3 separate regions of the Lactuca sativa genome follow, and all the other regions are linked to region 1. A link is a contact called in public Hi-C data. All regions are on one chromosome and are shown on one strand. Each heading gives the region's core, a stretch centred on a gene start, on an enhancer-like site or on the middle of the called end of the contact. The rest is flanking DNA. Distances are from core to core; before and after follow the strand shown. Region 1 holds the start of LOC111877286 (DDRGK domain-containing protein 1). Region 2 holds the start of LOC111877285 (thiamine thiazole synthase, chloroplastic). Region 3 holds the start of LOC111877284 (protein translation factor SUI1 homolog).

Evidence for each region. Hi-C and Micro-C count contacts between places; a contact is called where the count stands out from the background.
Region 2: a Hi-C map of seed shows a contact between it and region 1, with 5 times the contacts expected there. The contact joins the promoter of LOC111877285 here to the promoter of LOC111877286 in region 1. A contact is called at or near these places in 3 of 4 Hi-C or Micro-C datasets (leaf and seed).
Region 3: a Hi-C map of leaf shows a contact between it and region 1, with 4 times the contacts expected there. The contact joins the promoter of LOC111877284 here to the promoter of LOC111877286 in region 1. A contact is called at or near these places in 2 of 4 Hi-C or Micro-C datasets (both in leaf).

The regions. Positions count from the first base shown.
Region 1 is chr7:196,425,547-196,428,339 of Lsat_Salinas_v11, reverse strand. It overlaps LOC111877286 (DDRGK domain-containing protein 1), which reads right to left and starts at 1,530. Exons shown (of 9, transcript XM_023873809.2): 1 at 1,332-1,530; 2 at 949-1,070; 3 at 725-833; 4 at 538-644; 5 at 300-401; 6 at 53-214. The coding sequence starts at 1,065.
Region 2 is chr7:196,272,823-196,275,735 of Lsat_Salinas_v11, reverse strand. LOC111877285 (thiamine thiazole synthase, chloroplastic) reads right to left here and starts at 1,343. Exons shown (of 3, transcript XM_023873807.2): 1 at 946-1,343; 2 at 1-498. The coding sequence starts at 1,290.
Region 3 is chr7:196,222,065-196,225,044 of Lsat_Salinas_v11, reverse strand. LOC111877284 (protein translation factor SUI1 homolog) reads right to left here and starts at 1,418. Exons shown (of 5, transcript XM_023873806.3): 1 at 1,263-1,418; 2 at 412-511; 3 at 107-312. The coding sequence starts at 448.

The DNA of each region.
Region 1 (2,793 bases), core at 281-2,780:
CATCAAACAATCAAATTTTATAAAAACTTGATCCAAAACAAAATATATATACCTTGATGTACTCCACAAAATCAAAAAGCAAGCCTTGGGTCCCATCTTGAACTTCATTTTCAGTAGTACCTTCAGCATCTACTGAAAATTCTCCTTTCCATTTCTCAAACTCTAAGGCTGCAGCTTCCTCCTCTTTCGCCTTTCTGGCCTCAGCTTCCTCTTCCTTTATCCAACAGTTCAAATTTATTTAGCAAAAAACCAAATCATGAAAAAAAAAAAGATGTGAAAAGTAAAAGATAGAAATCAACCAGCATACGCTCTCTTGCTTCATGTTCTTCATCCTTCCTCCTTCTTATTTCTGCATAACGATCTTGTTTTGTATTTCTTGACTCCCTTGCAGCCTCTTCAGCCTTCAAGTTGGAAATATAACCACAATTTTACTAATTATTTTGGAATCTTTTAAAAAAAAAGAATCAAGAAACATGATCTGAATAAGATCTTGGGAATAAAGAAGTTGAGGAGAGTTTTAAGAGAATATCGAAGCACCTGGCGTTGTGCTTGGCCTTCCTCTCTCTTCCTTCCTTTCTTCTTTGATGTCTTTGCATTGTAATATTCACCTTCAACAGCTTCTTCATCACTTCCATCTTCAGTTTCTGCTTAAATCCATGATTCTTATTGCTATTGTTGTTCTTGTTATTATTCTAATTATTGTTAAAGTGATTGAATCGCAAACCTTCTTCAGCTTGTGGTGGAGCAGAAGATGTGCTTGCTGCAGAAGTATTCCTTCTACGCATCCTGCTACGAGCACCAGTAGGTCGCACAACAGTTTCCCTTTGCTGAATCTGTTTATGTTTTAAGAAATTGAAAATAAGTGCTACTTCGAGAATAATTAACATGTTAAGATCACGAGGGATTGAAAATCATAATCAAACACCACAATTGTTTGTAAACCCTAACCTGAGGTTCTTCTTGTTCGTCGTGAGACTGCGGGACCTGACGGCGTTTCCATAGGTAAAGTGGAATTAAAGCAACAATAAGAAGCATCGAAAGGATTGCAACGAACATGTCCTCCATCTTATCTGTGCTCAGATTAACAAGTATCAGTTCAATAATTTTCCAAACAGTTAATAAAACGAGTACGCATTTGTCTGAATTAATCAAGCCAAATATACTTCAAACACGCAATAGAGATTCTGAAATTAAAAGTTCTGAAACATAAGTAAAGCAATTGAATTCAAGAACCGCATAATCAATGAATTATGAAAAGGAAATGAAGTGTATTGATGATTAATTCTACAAACGCTTTAGGGCTTACCCACGAAATTTCTGGAAGAAAGTACCTTGATACGATCACTACAAACAAGCTATATTAGCAGTAAGTAATGAAATTGTGCAATAGTTTCGATTATGAACTTCAATAAGCTTCAATAATCGTCTCCGAATTCTGCAAAAACATGTTCGAATGAAAATAGCAATCGGATCTTTCGATCAGAGTATTATCCGGAAATTGTTGTTTCAAAGTAATTGAAACCGTATTTCGGACGGATCTTTGCCCGATTCAGTTTTGAATTCAATTTAACAAAACTGATCCGGCCGTATTGGGCCTCAATGGGCTTCTAGTATGCATATCGCCATATCGGATTCGGCATACCAAGGTGCATTAATTCAAAATTATTTTTACACGTTTTAATAAACTAATCATCCAAAAAGGTTAATCGTTTATAGTGTTATGCTCTCCTAATCTATTCGTTGTTTGTTTGACATAAGGAGTAACTTTGGATATGTATAAAAAAAACTAAAAATAAAGCTAAAAATAAAAGAAAAAATTATTCGAAGTAACTTTTGACTTATAACCTTTTATTTAATATAAACTAGGGAAGATGCTCATGCGCGGAGCATTAGAAAGTGTTTTTTTTTTCCGTTTCATTGTATAAATGGAATGCATTTATTGCAACCAAACATGCACTGAAATGGAATCTCATATTACATTTACAATTATGCTAGAATTCATTAGCCAAACAAACCCTAGAAGCATAAAGGGACAAATGAATATATAAATGAAACATTACTTTCTTATCACATGTTCCAGATAGTTGGAGAGTGAATCCAACAACAAAATCCATGGACTTCTGAATTTTGATCCTAAGCCTTCACCACAGTGACAATATATCAAGCTAAGATTGATGAATTTAAAGAATGAGTTGCCACTAAACAATGGGGAAAGCCACATATTTGCAAGAGAATTTGTCCTTTTTCTTCATCCTGGTCAACATCTTTTCATTGTTGGAGTCAATGTTGTCCTACTTGCTTTATCATCATCAGTTCGACTTATCAGCCCAAGTTATACAATCTGCAAGATAGATAATATACGTTACATAAACTTCATCTGCATTTAATAGGAACAACATGATCTGCAACCTTAGTAGTCGGTGCGGTCATTCATTTTTAATTTGTGTTTGTTAATAAAAATTATGGTAAAACTTAAAAGACTCAAAGTAACTCACCATTTTCCTTTTAACCTCTTCAATCTCCTTTAGATGTGATAAATTTACCTTCTCTTTATAATATATTTCCTTGTACCCAGGTCCACCCAATTTTATCTGTGAAAAAAAAACTAAATTCTTAACTTAATTTCCAAATTTATGTCTATATCTAAATAAAAATCCAGATTAAAAATAGCCCTAGAAATCTTGTGATACCTACGTAACTGGGAAGACTTGAAATGTAAAATGTAATGATTTTTTTTTTTTTTTTTTTTTTTACTTTCAACCTCTATCAACAGAATAGTCATTAAGCCAATGT
Region 2 (2,913 bases), core at 94-2,593, 150 kb after region 1:
CTCTCTAGTCAACTTCACAATCGCATCTTCAGCAGCGTTCATGTCAAGAGCCTTCATCCCAGGAACACTCTCAATCAATCCAACGCTTCTGAGCCTTTTCACTCCTGTAGCACCCATGGGTCCATCGTGTCCACATGAACTCACAACCACTTTAGCCTCCATTACATTCGGGTCCATGCAGGATTGTGTGTCGTGGTTCATTGCGACTAAAGCCCAGTTAGTTACAACGCCACTGACTCTACCTCCCTTGATGATTAAGTCCTCGGCTGCTACTGCGTTGAAGAGCTTCACGTTTGGCCTGGCTAAGAGCTTGCTCATGATGGTGGAGGTGAAGAGAGCCGCGTGTTTGATGACTACGTAGTCTTCTTGCTCGTCGTACTCGATTTCAAGCTCGTCGAGGAAGAGGTGTGCGGGCTTGCGGACGACCATGGCGGAGAAGAGTTGACCTCCGAGCCATGCTCCACCTCCTGGGCTCACAGATTGCTCGATGATGGCGACCTGTAATTATTCAGAGTTGTAGTATAATTTTATATACGATCGTATCGTAATTAACAAATTAAATAACTTTGATACGCAGATCTTATTTTAGGAAGAAATAATGACATGATGATAAAGACATCCATGTAACCTTCGAAAATCAGAGCATCAGGTATATATACCTCGAAGCAATAAACAACAAAAAAATCATCCAGAAGAAAACAAAAAAAAAATTGCTTCAAATTAAACTATGAATCGGTTGAATCGGAGTTGAATATATGATCATTTGATATGGATAGCATCAGATCGAGCATAAATATCAACAAACGGAATGGAAATGAACTTTTGTTGAATCCATAAAAATCGGAACAAAATAACACCGAATCTGCTAGAAAAAGGAACAGCATGTAATAGATCAAACATGCAGATGTTAAATATAGAGAAACAACTGTAAAAAAGATAAGGTACCTGAACGTCAGGGTTTTTGCTAAGCTCATAAGCACAGGAGAGACCAGCGGAGCCAGCGCCGACTACAACGACATCGGTATCGGCGTAGGTAATCATATCAGTCATGTACCTTCTCGTCATTTCACGAGACACGATCGCTTCCTTGATCGGACTAAAGGTGAACGATCCGAGATCATACGGGGTAGCAGACATGGTGATCGGTGTGTTCTTGCTTTGGTTCGATTTGATTGGTTGGATCCGCGTCGGAGAAGCCACCGGAACGCCATGGAACGATGATTGGTCCAGGAAAGAGGTCCTGGTCTTGGTGGAGAGAGACGAGGCAAAGGTGGTAGCCATGGACGCCATTGTTTAAGAGCTTGAAAGGTTTGTATGAAGAAGGTGAGTGAAGTGTGTCTTAAGCGGTGGTTGAGTACTTGACTTATATAGCAATAGAAAGGTAGTGAAATACTGAAATATCTCGAGAGGCACGTGAGGGTGTGGAGGAGGGATAGGGTGTGAAGGGTCTAGAATTAGTTATGGTGGGGCTCTTTCCTGCAATGTGTGGGCCATGGTGTCTTTTCTTAAAAATTTCAACTTTCATATATTAGAGGGCTGGACCACTAAATTTTCTTTTTTGAGCACTAAGTTGCCCAACTTTTAAATGGGCCCTTTTTAAATAGTTTTATCATTGTCAAACACTTTATTACAAAAATAAAATATATTATTTTAAAGGGCACTATTTTAAATTCAAAATATCTAACAACATTATGTAAGTTGTGTCTGGACCAGTTGACTGATTTGGTTGACCCAGACCCGAGAACCCAGACCCGTTAATGGAAAACCCAATTTTAAAGGGGCTGGTCCAGTTCGATTACATTAGGCCCGGTTTTGGTAAAAAAAACCCGTCATTAGTCATCTTTTGTTTCTTTGTGAAAATTGAATATTTTTAATCTACGATATATGGTCATTTGATTCCTATTTTGACCATTTTACCTCTATGTTATGTAGAGAGTTGTTTTGGTTTAACACACCTCAAAAAGCACACTTTAAAATTGTATTCTTGACAAATTTCATGATCTTATATTTCATGTTTCATATACTTGAATCTCACATTTGTAAACTTGTCCAAATTTGTTCAACAAATTTTCATATTCTCGGTTTTCTTATCAGTCGACCATCTTATCCAAGTATTGTCATGTGACCACATAAACTACTTCGGCAGGAGTGGCACTCGCTTTTAAAAACAATTTGATTCATGGATGGATGAAAATTCATGATTTGTGAAGTAGTGATGTAAATAAACCGAACGTTTGGTGAACCATACAACTAGATTTCCATTTATTCAATATAAGAACTAACAAGAACAAAATTGGGTTGGTTCAGTTAAACGAACAAACATAAAAGAAATCTTGTTTGCTCACATATGTTCTTGAACCTTCGATTATGTTCGTTTATTACTGGTTGTTTATGCTTGATCATATATGTTCGTTTATGTTCGCTCGCTTATGTTTTTTTATAAAGGATACTTTTGTAAATATGTATTAGCACAATGCAATAAAACGCCAAAAGGTTAAAAGTTAAAACATTCATTGGAAGTGTAGGTTAGAATGCCTCAATGGCTCAAACTTATGAACCATTTATCAGTGTTTGGATGTTTATGTTTATTTATATTCGTTTAACATTTTCACGAATGAACATTAACAGACATTAACAAAATAATCTTTTAAATAAGGAATGTGAACAAAAAACCCCGTTTGTTTATATGTTCATGTTTCTTCTTTTGTTTGGTTAAGCTTAAATGAACGAACATGAATAAACCGTTGTTTGTGTTTGTGTTCATTTGGTTAATTTATAGTTTTACCAAGAAGAGTTGTCATTCGACCACTTTTATAATCTACCATTGACATAACTAATCAAATAAAAACATCAATTACTATATTAACAAGTCGTTCTACCATTAGACGAAGTGTTATGAAAAATAAGGAATTT
Region 3 (2,980 bases), core at 169-2,668, 200 kb after region 1:
TCAAAACAACATAAGAGAATGTGAGAAATCCGAAATTTAAAAGCAAAAATAAAATAATAATAATAACAATAAGCTTGTAAGATTTTAAAAAAATAAAAGTAAAAACCTGGCCTAGTTCAGGATCTTGAACAACAGTGCCATTACAGCAAAACTCCTTTTTAAGGTCCTTCAAAATCTTATTGTAGCTAAAATCTTTTTTCAACCCTTGAACAGTTGTCAAGCTTTTTCTACCATTTCTCTGTTGAACACGAATATGAACGTATTCTTTTGATCCAGCACCAGAGTCCTCAGCATTAGCTTCAGCAAACGGGTCTTTTGAAACAAAAAAATAAAGATTAAAAATTTACCTTCAAGATTTGGAAAAATCAGTATTAACAATGTAAGATTTTTTGTTGAGATGAAAGAACTTACCAAAAGCAGTGGGAATCTGGAGGTCGAGGTCAGACATGAAAGTTTCCTGGTAAAGTGAAATGGAAACCGAAGCTTTTCTTAACACAAGTGTTGCTTAGATCTGTATAAAGATCAAAAGGAGACTATAGCTTTAAAAGATGGAGTCATGGTATAAACAACTCTAAGATACATGATAATCAAGTTCATGAAGAAATATAATGAACTTTATTATTCAGACGACAAATAATAAGTTTATATCACTAAACATCTACAAATAAAATACCCAAAATGAGAAGAATATCTGAGAAAATTTGGTAAATGTCACGATAACTGTGGTGGCTTTATCATCTTCCATCTTTACACACACACACAGAAATACTGACATAAGTTGATTGAAGAACATGCTTGAGAGTTGAGAGATTTGATTTTGTAAAATAATCGTATTTAGTTATCTAATTATCTTGTGGGATGCCAAGATGATCAAAAGAACCAAGAAGAAAAAACAAGAATCTCTAGTTCTATATTGGTGGTATGATCGAAATCTTTCTTTTTGAAAATGGGTCTTGCATCAATATCGTACTTCTACAACCCATGGATACAAGGAATCAATCTTAACATATATAATAAACACAAAAACCCTAAAATCGCAATCGATGGAATAAGCGAAGACTGTTAATCAGAAATACATACAAGAATCAAGTAATCTTCACAAAAAAACAGCTTCAGCGGTAAACAAAAAGAGATCAACAGTAAAAATTAGGGAAAACCCAAATAAAAAACCTAATTCATCAGAGGATTGCAGTTCATTTAGAATATGATTATGTCAGGGCAAAGAAAATCAATGATAAATTATTGAACTATATCTCAAATACCTGGCAAACGATTAGGGTTCTGAATGAGGGCACACCAAGGGAGAGAAGAAACCCTAAAAAGTCCGGACAAATCCAAGCAGGCGAGTTAAGTCGGTTCGATCACAAGTGAAGAAAAGAAGCAAAGTAGCGACGAATTCATCTTTATCTTTATGGAAGAATATATTTATAATCATAGTCCCTGAACTATCTTACAACATTCAACTTCATTCTATCTTTTAAAACTAAAACCATCTCCGACCCTAAACAATTTTCATATATTAAAGACAAAACTGCATAAATGGTCCCTGTGGTCAGCTGAAAATTGCCACTTTGGTCCAAAAAAGTTTGGACTAGCACCAGAAGTCCAAACTTTTTATTTTGTTGCGAATTTGGTCCAATTTGTTTTAAACTTTTTTATAATGACACTATTGCCCTTACTTTTTGTTTTTCTCTTTTTATTTATTTATTTAACTACATTTATGATTACAAGAAAATAAAAAAGACAAAACTGCATAAATGGTCCCTATGGTTAGCTGAAAATTGCCACTTTGGTCCAAAAAGGTTTGGACTAGCACCAGAGGTCCAAACTTTTCAATTTGTTGCGATTTTAGTCCAAAATTTTTGAAACATTTTATAATGACGGATTTATCCTTTATTATTTTATTTTATAATTTTCTTTTATTATAGAAATTAAAAACCAATTAAAAATAAAACAAAAATAATATTCTCTCTCTCTCTCTCTCTCTCGATCTCGACAAACTTTTTTTTGGGGGGTGTGTTAATTTCTCACCGGCAAACATAAACCCTCCATCCCCTTCTTCTTCAAGACAAATCCTCACCTTATCTTCTTCTAGACAAATCCAAAAAAATTTCACCCTTCTCCTTCGATTTACGTTATCTCGCCGGAAAAAATGTTCGATGGGATGTAACTGGTTCGCAACACCGCTGGAAAACAAGCTCGATGGAATGTATCTTGATCTACAAACTCCGACACCAAAAACCTAATCATCAGGCAGTGAAAACCTAACCCTGAAAGATTAAGGCGGTGGCGGCGAAGCTGGAAACTCAAGTGACAAAGAGTTCAGCGAGATCGTTATCTTCGTTTATTTGGTTGATTTAGACTCCGTCGGTGCTAGAAACTTGAGAGCCAAATGGAGGCTACCACCATCGTCTTCATCATTTGGGACTACCTTCACAACGCCGACATTTATCTGTTAACCCTTGCTTCGATCTTCGATCTCGCCGCCTCCGTCTAGATCTGTAAACGTTAATGTCTTCACAATATCTCCGATCTAGGGTTTTGGTTTTCCGAGGGTGGGTCTAAGACTGATTTGAAAATCGGATAACCACCATAGTTGCTAGCCTAAAAAACCTTAGTTCAGGGAAAGTGTAGATGAGTCATGTGTTTAATCAGATCTTGAACAGATGTGTCTGTCTGGTCTCATTTGTGTTTAATCATTTCTAGGTTCATCAGAGTATGTGTGTACTATGAGCTATGTTCATATGTTTGTGTTCTTGTACATAAGATTTCTAGGCTTTTAATGTGTTCTTGTATGTTAGATTTCCTGAATTTTTGTCTGTGTTTATCTGGAGAGACGAAGAGTTGTGTATGTGTGTGTTGTTCGTCGGAGCTAGGTAAACTTTCCGATGACTAAAGTTTCCGACGATTAGGTTTACAAAGGAAGCATCAATGTCGGCGGCGGTGGTGTTGACCGGTATTGACAGCGGCGGTGACGTTG